Linked DNA regions of Mus musculus: regions 1 and 3 are each linked to region 2. A link is a contact called in public HiChIP or PLAC-seq and promoter capture Hi-C data. All regions are on one chromosome and are shown on one strand. The core of a region is the stretch at or near the end of the contact, and the rest is flanking DNA. Distances in the headings are between cores, read along the strand shown. Region 1 holds the start of Lgals3 (lectin, galactose binding, soluble 3). Region 2 holds the start of Samd4 (sterile alpha motif domain containing 4). Region 3 overlaps Gch1 (GTP cyclohydrolase 1).

Region 1 (2,700 bases), core at 136-2,635, 490 kb after region 2:
TACATATATTTATTTCTAAAATTTTATTTACATGTTTTAATATTTTACACTTGATCTTAGCCAAAAGGCCGAGAAGCGATGTTTTAATATTTTAAAATGCATTTATATTTGCACATATGCATGTGAGCATGTGTATGTGGCTTAAATGACAACATTCAAGAGTTGGTTCTCTTCTTTCCTCTTGAGTTACAGGGATCAAAGTTAGGCGTCGGGCTTTGTAGCAAGCACCCTTACGGGATTATGCTTGACTCTCTATACCCATATTTTCTCATGTCTAAAATGGGATTTGTAAGCAAGGGCACAGCGACATCACTGAATGAGTAGAAAGATAAGTTTATTGGGGCTCAAACCACCAAGGCAATAAACATTCCCCTGCCCCGGGTGTGGGGAGAAGTCAGCAGAATGGGGGGCTTTGAGCTGTTACAGGCTGTTGGGATTGACCGGGAAGCAGGTGCCCTTGCCTGAGGTAGTTGACATTGGGGGCAGACTAAGGGAGATCCCTGGTCAACAGAAACCACCTATAAGCTTCTGTTTGTGCAGCCAGAGTCCCTCTGTTTAGGACCAGCACTGGCATTCTGGGGGGCTGCTTTGGACCTAATAGGATTAAAATAATGCCAACTCCATAAATGTATGTAAAGCCCTAGGCATAGAGTGGGGTGCATAAGTGTTTGGTAGATATTAGCTGATGTATCTGAAGCTGGGGAAAAATTATCTTGAATATCCTTAACCACATCACTCAAGTTTTTAATCTATATAAATGGTTCCAAACTGGTTATCAGCCTCTTGCAAAAGCGGCTGTTCCTTGTAACTATTTTCATATAGACAGAGCTACACCCTGTCCTCTTGATTTAACTGCCCCTTGCCCGTGCTGTAACTCTCCTCCAATCTTTGAGAAAACATCTTCCTAGGAATCAATTCACACATTCATACTACTTCATTCATTAATTCATTCGTCCACATTCATTCATTCACTCATCAATCAATCAACCAACAAATACCTACCGAGAACCTACTATGTACCACATTGGGTTTACCCAGCCCAGCAAAATCCAGAGCAGGAGTGAATGCAAACAGGGGCACCTCTTACATCTCAGATTTGTCAGGGACACCTGCTCCTCCCTTCCCTCACACTCAAAGTCACTGCCATTTCTGCGGAAGGCTTCAGGTGAAGGAATTAGGGGCAGGATGAGACCCTGACAGGCAGCTTCAGACAAGGGAATTGGGTGAGTCTGAGAGTCTGGGTGCGGTCGGCTAGGGCCCACTGCGGGGCACAGGTGAGGGGCACAGGCTGGCGGGCGTGTCCCAGTCCACTGTGGGGAAGCTCCGTGGTCCGTGGGGCGCGGTCCAGCCAGGCGCCTGCAGGGCGAGGGATGCTGCCCCGCCCTGGGAGGGCGGGCCCGGGGAAAAGAGTACTAGAAGCGGCCGAGCCACCGCCCAGCTCTGACAGCTAGCGGAGCGGCGGGTGGAGCACTAATCAGGTGAGCGGCACAGAGAGCACTACCCAGGTGAGCGGCGCGGGGCGCGGGGACCGGTGCTGCTCAGTGCACCAAGAAAGGGCTGGGCTCCCGGGAGATGGACGGAGGTGACCTTCAGGGTCCCAGGCGCTGGTCTACCGCCTTGGCTCTCCTGCGGGTAACTCTCGGAGAAAGTTATTCACGACCTACATACTAAGTCTCTTTGGGATGGCGGGATGCCAGCGGGCCCTGGGCACTCCTTCGAAGCCCTGCGTTAGAGTGAGCCACAACCTACGGAGATCCACCTTGTAGCTGGCCCCTAGCTTGGCCATAGGGATCAGGTGCCTCTTCTGGCACGTTGGGGGTGGGGGTGGGAGTTTGGAGACTCAAAAGACATCGCCCAGGATTCCTGACTCCTGGAGGAATTCCAGCAGGCTCCTTTGGTGCACGTGGAAGCCTTCCACTAGAGATCTTGCTGTGTGGTGCCAGTGAGTTCCACCAGGTTCAGCGGAGGTAGGGGCTATAGCCACCCGCTGCGTGCTTGACCGCACAGGACAGTGCTGCCCAAGCCCTAGTGCGCATGTGTCGGGATGAAGAACTACTGTAACCTCTAACATTTTTTTGTAAGCCAAGTGACTCATTCGTGACCAGTGTGGTTATTTGTGCAATAACCTCTAGATCTGGGTGGAGGAAGTCTTGGGTGTGGCCGTGTTGGTCTCAGAGTGCAGACCCTTAGCGAGAGGCTTTCAAAGGTTGCATTTATGCTGAATTATGTTACTCAAGCACTATTGCAGGGAATCGAGGATGGGACGGGAATGGGTGGGGAGGGGGAGTTGAGACTGAGGCTTAGGATTCCGGCTAACCCTAGCAGGGAAGCAAGTGATTCCTATTTGAAGAAATTGGAATATTTATAAAGCGACCCCCGGGGAGTAGGGTTTCTGGATAATGAGAACATTTGGACTTAGTGACCCGGCTAATTCTGAGGAAAAGAACAGAAACCAGTGTGTAAAAACTATCACTTTCTGAAATTCCAAGATGTTTGCTTCAAGTTTATAGTTCCGTATTTTTATTTATTTACCTTTGGGGGCAGGGGAAGTATCTTAGTTAGGGTTTTATTGCTGTGAACAGACACCATGACCAAGGCAGCTCTTATAAAGGTCAACATTTAATTGTGGTGGGGGTGGCTCACAGGTTCAGAGCTTCAGTCAATAATCCTCAAGGCAAGAGCATAGCAGCGTCCAGGCAG
Region 2 (2,700 bases), core at 184-2,683:
ACACTCGGTTGTGATGGAAACATTGGCAAAACATTGTGCCTCCCCACAAGCCCTTTCACTACCCTAAGAGATGGGAGGTGTTGTCACACTGACAGGACCTACACGAGACAGACATGAAATCCGAGGAGCAGGGTAGAAGAAAGGATTGGAAATCCAGATGCTAGTGTGGGAGCTGAAAGGTGGAGGAATAAGGCCTTGGACACTTTACCTTTAAAACTGTGCTAGCTAGAGCAGGGCAGACCCACGTTTGCTTTTCCAGCTCTCGTTTATAAATGCTCCCAAGTCTCTGGAAAACAAATTCGAAGGCTCGGTGTTTCTTCTGAAACAGGCTGGATTTTGGCCAGTCCCTTTGTGACCGTTCGCATTAGAAGATGCAGAAATGTCTAGGCTTTAGGGTATTTTTAGTCAACCCTTCTTTTGGGTAATTGACCCATGCAAGCATTTTATAGTAGGCGACCTAGAGCTTCCAGCGACAAATCCCGGCCCAGCCTCTGGCCCCGCCCTCTGCAGGCACAGGTGAAAGCCGCGTCCCCCAAACTCCGTGGTGCTGACAGGTGGTCTCGCCACGCCTCCCCGTCGCCCAGGGCGCCTGGGGCCACAGCTCCAGGCCACAAGCCACAGCCGCGCGCCAAGCATAGCTTGAGATCAGGCTCCCGAAGTCCGCCTCCTCCTCTCGGGAAAGCGAGGCCTGAGGCGGGTATGGAGGACTGCAAAAATAAAGGGCATCCAGCGCCGGACTTGGGCTGAGGGTGATCGACCAGGCTCTGCTTGCTTCTCCTAGACAAGGGCCTCGTGGAGCACCGCGGCCAGACACATCTAGCCCTGCGCGTTGTGCCCTTCGCCGCCCTCTGCTACTTCATGCGTCCCAGACCCCAGGAATCCGTCCAAGCCCCCAGAGACAGTGACTCCGGGTGTTTACGGTCTACACCAGTCAGTCACCCACGGGACCAGTCAGCCACCCACAGGTCCCAGGCCAAAGGGTCACTGGACCTGGGGAGCCACATTCCCAAGGGCGAGCGGCGGGTGGCAGCACCGTTCTCGCTCCAGTCCAGCTCCGTTGGGATTCACTCCTGTCCCAGCTCCGGAGGCTCCGGTGCCCTGGCCGTTGTAGAACACGCGGGTGGCAGCCGAGAGGAATTCACCCGGACCCCTCCCCTTCCCCAAACTTCTGTGTTTCTCTACGCAGATCTTCCAATCTGCGCTCTTCCGCTCCTCCCACTTGGCTCCCTCCTCCTCTATGGCCCGGGCTTAGGAATCCGTCCCTCCCCCCAACCCGCCGCCCGCCGGGCCCGGGGATCCTCCCCCCCTCCCCCGACTCCCCCGCGTGCCGCCGCCGCCGCCCGGGTTCCTCTCCCCCCGCTCGGGCGCTCCCTGCCAAGCCCATGATGTAATGGTGTATGTTAATCAGTAGCATGTGGGGAGCTCCGGGCGGCTCAGTCCTTCGCGAGCCGACACTGGAGGCAGCAGTGGCGGCAGCGATAGCGCCCCGAACCCGCAGCGCTGCCCTCTCCGCGCGCCGCCAGCCCCGACGGCATGGCCCGCAGCCCGCGCTCCGAGCGCCCCCAACCCCACTGATTGCTGCTACGGCCCCGGACCCGCGCGCAGGGCCCCGAGCCGCAGGGATGAGCTGCGTGGAGGTGAGCGTCCCTTCTGCTGTCCCGGGCGAGGCACCCAGTGGTTCCTCCGACCCTTTCCCGGGGGCTTCGCTCTTCTACCCAGAAGTTCTGGGTGTCAGATGCTGGAAGCGAGCGGCCCCCAGAGGGTCCGGCGCTTAGTCTCTGCTCGCCTCGCCACGGGAGCTGAGATGGGACGATAGAGCCCCTAAACCTAACTTTTCTTCTTTGAGGTCCTTGGGGGGCGTGTGCGGAAGGGAGGAATCTGCATTTCCCTCGGGGTCCGCCCTGCCGCCTGGGAAAGCCGTGATACGGGCTCCCGCGGTCCCTGCGTAAGGCGTGCGCCCCCAACCGCATCGCCTTGGGCCTGGGACCGGAGGGCGAGGACACTCCGGCCCGCAGGCGGCGGCGGGGACCGGGGGCAGGATGCCTAAATCACACGCGCGCGCACACACATCTGATGGTCGTGGGTCAAGCAGGCCCAGGGAAACCTCCCGGGTGGGCTGGCGCGGCGCTGGGGAGTGAGGGCTCTGACTGAGCCGCGCCGAGCTTTGGATAGGGAGAGTTTATTTTTGTCTCGAGCTGTCGCTGCGGCTGCTCACGGCCTAAATCCAGAGGGGAGCCTGGCGGCGGAGATGCTGGCTGTTGCTGTAGATGGAGCTGCAGCCGTACGGCTGCTTCTCCGGGAGGAGGAGGAGGAGGGAGGAGGGAGGGAAGGAATAGGAGGGAAGGAATAGGAGGAGGAGGGAGGAGGAGGAGGAGGGGGAGGAGGAGGAGGAGGAGGAGGAGGAGGAGGAGGAGGAGGAGGAGGAGGAGGAGGAGGCTGGAACCCTGGTTGCCTCTGACACCGCCTCTGCTTTGCATTAGCCCCCACCCCACCCCCGCGCCCCTTCACAGCCGCATTGCAAGTTTTCAGCGCGGGGAGGATCTGTTGCTGGTGCTGGCGTTCGCAGACACAGCCCCAGAGGCCACTCCGGGTGGGGTGTGCAGGGAGCACTTGCGGGTCACAGCCGCAGCAACAGGAAGCCGCGGGGTCTCCTCCCGCACCTGGGAAGGAAGTGTGCAATAGCTCAGCTCGCGCATCCGA
Region 3 (2,700 bases), core at 195-2,694, 280 kb after region 2:
AACACGTTTGTTCCAGTGTGACTGAGGTCACTGTAACCTCAGGCAAGTGAAGCAAACTTAGCTTTAAATGCAATGACTGTAGTTCTTTACCTACCCGTCCATTTGGTTCTTAATCCATAACACACACACACACTTCATATGCATGGACAAATGTACATACACACAGCTCGAACACAGCACACCTACCTACACAGGATTCACTAACTCCATAAAAACAAATTAAAACACATAAGGACATTTAGGCCACCGTCGTGTGGGGCCTAGCAGAGATCTATAAATAAACCTGCACACTGACTTCCAGCTAAACACAAATTGCCATACATGCACAACACATCACCTCTTCTTCCTAAAATCCCAAGTAAAGGCGGTAGGAAATTCTTTTTCTCTTAAATTGTGTTATTTTTTTTAGTCGGGGTCTCTCTTCATAACCCTGGCTATGCTGCAGCTCACTATGCAGATCAGGCTGGCCTTGAACTCAGATCTGCCTGCCTCTTTTTCCTGATTAAAGGTTTGCCACTATGCTCAGCTTGAAAATAAAAAAAAATTTTTTTTAATTCATGAACATGCAGGAAAAAGAGCAGAGGAGGAGAACAGGCCAAGTAAAGGGAGGTGCAGCCTTGTAGCCACAGAGCCAATGACCTAGACATGGATGGACTTGCCTGCCGGACTGAGAAACAGAGGAAAGCAGGAAGCCAGAGCCTCACATGCAGGCTGATCAAAAGTTTAAAACCTCGTATCTCACATGCTAACAGGGTCCCAAGTGGCTTGGCTCCTCTTACTGTGTGACCTCCAAGAGTCCTGGTAAAGACACCAGAACACCCTAACAGCTTGGAAACAGAAAACAATAATAGAAAGGCCTGCAAACCAGTGTAAGTGCTATAAAAACTCCAGAAGAAAGCTACAGAGTGGAGATGTAGACAGATTCAGAAGACACGCAAAAAGGTGCTCCATCTAGGTCATTCATCCTTAAGTATGACCACTGTGAAAATGAGGAACATGGAGAAGACATATAAATACAAGGAGGGTAGGAACCCTCAGTTATCTCAGTGCTTTCTAAACTCGAAATGACTGACACCAGACAGAAGCACCGTGTACCTAAGGATCATGGGAGAGCCTTCAGTGGTTGTGGCTGCTTCCTATGAATCATACTAGAGAGGAACCCTGTGTGTAAGCAACAGGAAAACCCTTCACGGTTCTTTCAATCACATGAACCACAGGGTTCACAGGGGATAGAAATCCTATGATGTGTATGAGTGACTTTCCAATACATAATTGAGTGTGCGGTAGAGAGAAACCTTATTATACAGCAATGTGTGAAACCCTTCGCTTTCTTTCTGTCCCCTTGTAAACATGAATGTACTCACAGAGGAGAGAAAGCTTATCTATGTCAGTAATGTTGGGAAACACTGACCAATCCAGCCGTATTTGAAAACGGGAAGGATTCACACTGGAAAGAAGGCCCAGCCAAGGATAGATGCAGGCTAGCAGAGCACGTCCTTCCTAGCACCCATGAGAAAAGACAATAGAGAGACTCACTGACGTGAAGTATGCAGTCTCTAGTTGTTTCTGTTCAACTGCTGGGCAAGACCCTTGGCAGAATACCTGGAAGAGTGAGACAAGCCAATGCCTCTGCTTGTGTGCAGTTCACTGGGAATCAGTGTAGGCTTTGGAGACGTATGATAGCTTCAGAAGAGTAGGCCTTACTGTGAGTCTTGGGATCTGTTTTTTGCCTGCATGACTTACATGTACTTCCTGCTATGCTCTGGGTACTATTCTCCATATATGCAAATACTCTTTACTCTCTGTCTCCCCAGATAGAAAGATAGTGCAGCTAGACTCACGTGTGTGCTTCCTCTCGGATCTCTCACCGCTAACTAACCTCCTCTTAAGATCCAGGGCTGGACTGGGGGTGACGGATATTTTCCAGTTGGGGAAAACTCTACAGAGAAAGCTGTGAGCTCATACCTCAGTAATGGGTTTGGGGGAAGAGAGGAACAGGCAGTGAGGGAGAAGGAGGCAGAGACAATGTTAGGGCTGCCTATGCAAGAACAGATCTAACTTCTAAGTTAGATCCAGAAGGTAGACATTTTATAATGTCGAAGACATTTTATATTACATTTTTGGTGCATTGGTGTTTTGTCTGCATGCATCTGTGTGAGTGTCAGATCCTGGAGTTAGAGACAGTTGTGAGCTGCCATGTGGGTGCTAGGAATTGAACCCTGGTGCTCTCTGGAAGAGCAGTCAGTGCTTTTAACCAGTGAGCCATTGCTCCAGCCTGGAAGAAATCTTGAGAGTCTTGGCAAATAGGAGCAATTCTAGAGACCTCATACTTACCTGGCAAGTTTACTGAGACCAAGGACTTGCTTGTTAGGAAGATAGCCAATATGGACCTTCAGGGAAGAGAGAGAGATTACCAGCTAAATGAAGACACAGAAAGCACTTCATAACAACACAAACAGATACAGGAAGACCCTAGCATACACACAGGCTAAGTTTATCACAGTGACAATGGGATAAACCTATGAAGCAATTCCATACATACTTTCAAATTATATGAAGAAACTTCTTAAGAACAAACTTGTTACTGAAATGGCAAATTAAAAGTAAACCTGTTATGTTCCTTAGTAAAATTCTTAATTCAAATCTGAAAACCTGTCGAGAAAAACTATACTCAATAAGGAAAAAAAAAAAAATAGGCTT

Evidence for each region. Promoter capture Hi-C pulls out the DNA fragments that hold promoters and counts their contacts. HiChIP or PLAC-seq counts read pairs in DNA pulled down with a chosen protein or histone mark.
Region 1: a contact with region 2 is called in a FOXA1 HiChIP or PLAC-seq map of pancreatic cancer cells. The contact joins the promoter of Lgals3 here to the promoter of Samd4 in region 2. A contact is called at or near these places in 10 of 39 promoter capture datasets (the 3T3-L1 cell line, 3T3-L1-derived adipocytes, the C10 cell line and 5 more), 1 of 484 Hi-C or Micro-C datasets (muscle stem cells) and 2 of 115 datasets of contacts at active chromatin or transcription factors (forebrain and pancreatic cancer cells).
Region 3: a contact with region 2 is called in a promoter capture Hi-C map of hematopoietic stem and progenitor cells, with 2.1 times the contacts expected there. The contact joins the enhancer-like site here to the promoter of Samd4 in region 2. A contact is called at or near these places in 12 of 39 promoter capture datasets (the 3T3-L1 cell line, the C10 cell line, the SN4741 cell line and 8 more), 5 of 484 Hi-C or Micro-C datasets (cerebellum, cerebral cortex, muscle stem cells and 2 more), 4 of 115 datasets of contacts at active chromatin or transcription factors (embryonic forebrain, fibro-adipogenic progenitors, forebrain and 1 more) and 3 of 9 other capture datasets (adipose tissue, embryonic stem cells and pancreatic islet).

Annotation. Positions count from the first base shown.
Region 1 is chr14:47,372,475-47,375,174 of GRCm38.p6, forward strand. It overlaps Lgals3 (lectin, galactose binding, soluble 3), which reads left to right and starts at 1,386. Exons shown (of 6, transcript NM_010705.3): 1 at 1,386-1,478. It also overlaps the pseudogene Gm52166.
Region 2 is chr14:46,881,532-46,884,231 of GRCm38.p6, forward strand. Samd4 (sterile alpha motif domain containing 4) reads left to right here and starts at 1,434. Exons shown (of 13, transcript NM_001037221.2): 1 at 1,434-1,637. Gm34934 (a long non-coding RNA gene) reads right to left here and starts at 1,268. Exons shown (of 2, transcript XR_383407.3): 1 at 209-1,268.
Region 3 is chr14:47,164,142-47,166,841 of GRCm38.p6, forward strand. It overlaps Gch1 (GTP cyclohydrolase 1), which reads right to left. Exons shown (of 6, transcript NM_008102.4): 3 at 2,335-2,390. Among named protein-coding and RNA genes, the nearest start is that of Gch1, 24 kb to the right of the region's middle. Within about 2 kb of position 1,445, at least 48 of the 459 cell types and tissues checked have an H3K27ac peak or open chromatin away from gene starts, as enhancers often do. A contact at or near this core is called in hematopoietic stem and progenitor cells, where this site is marked.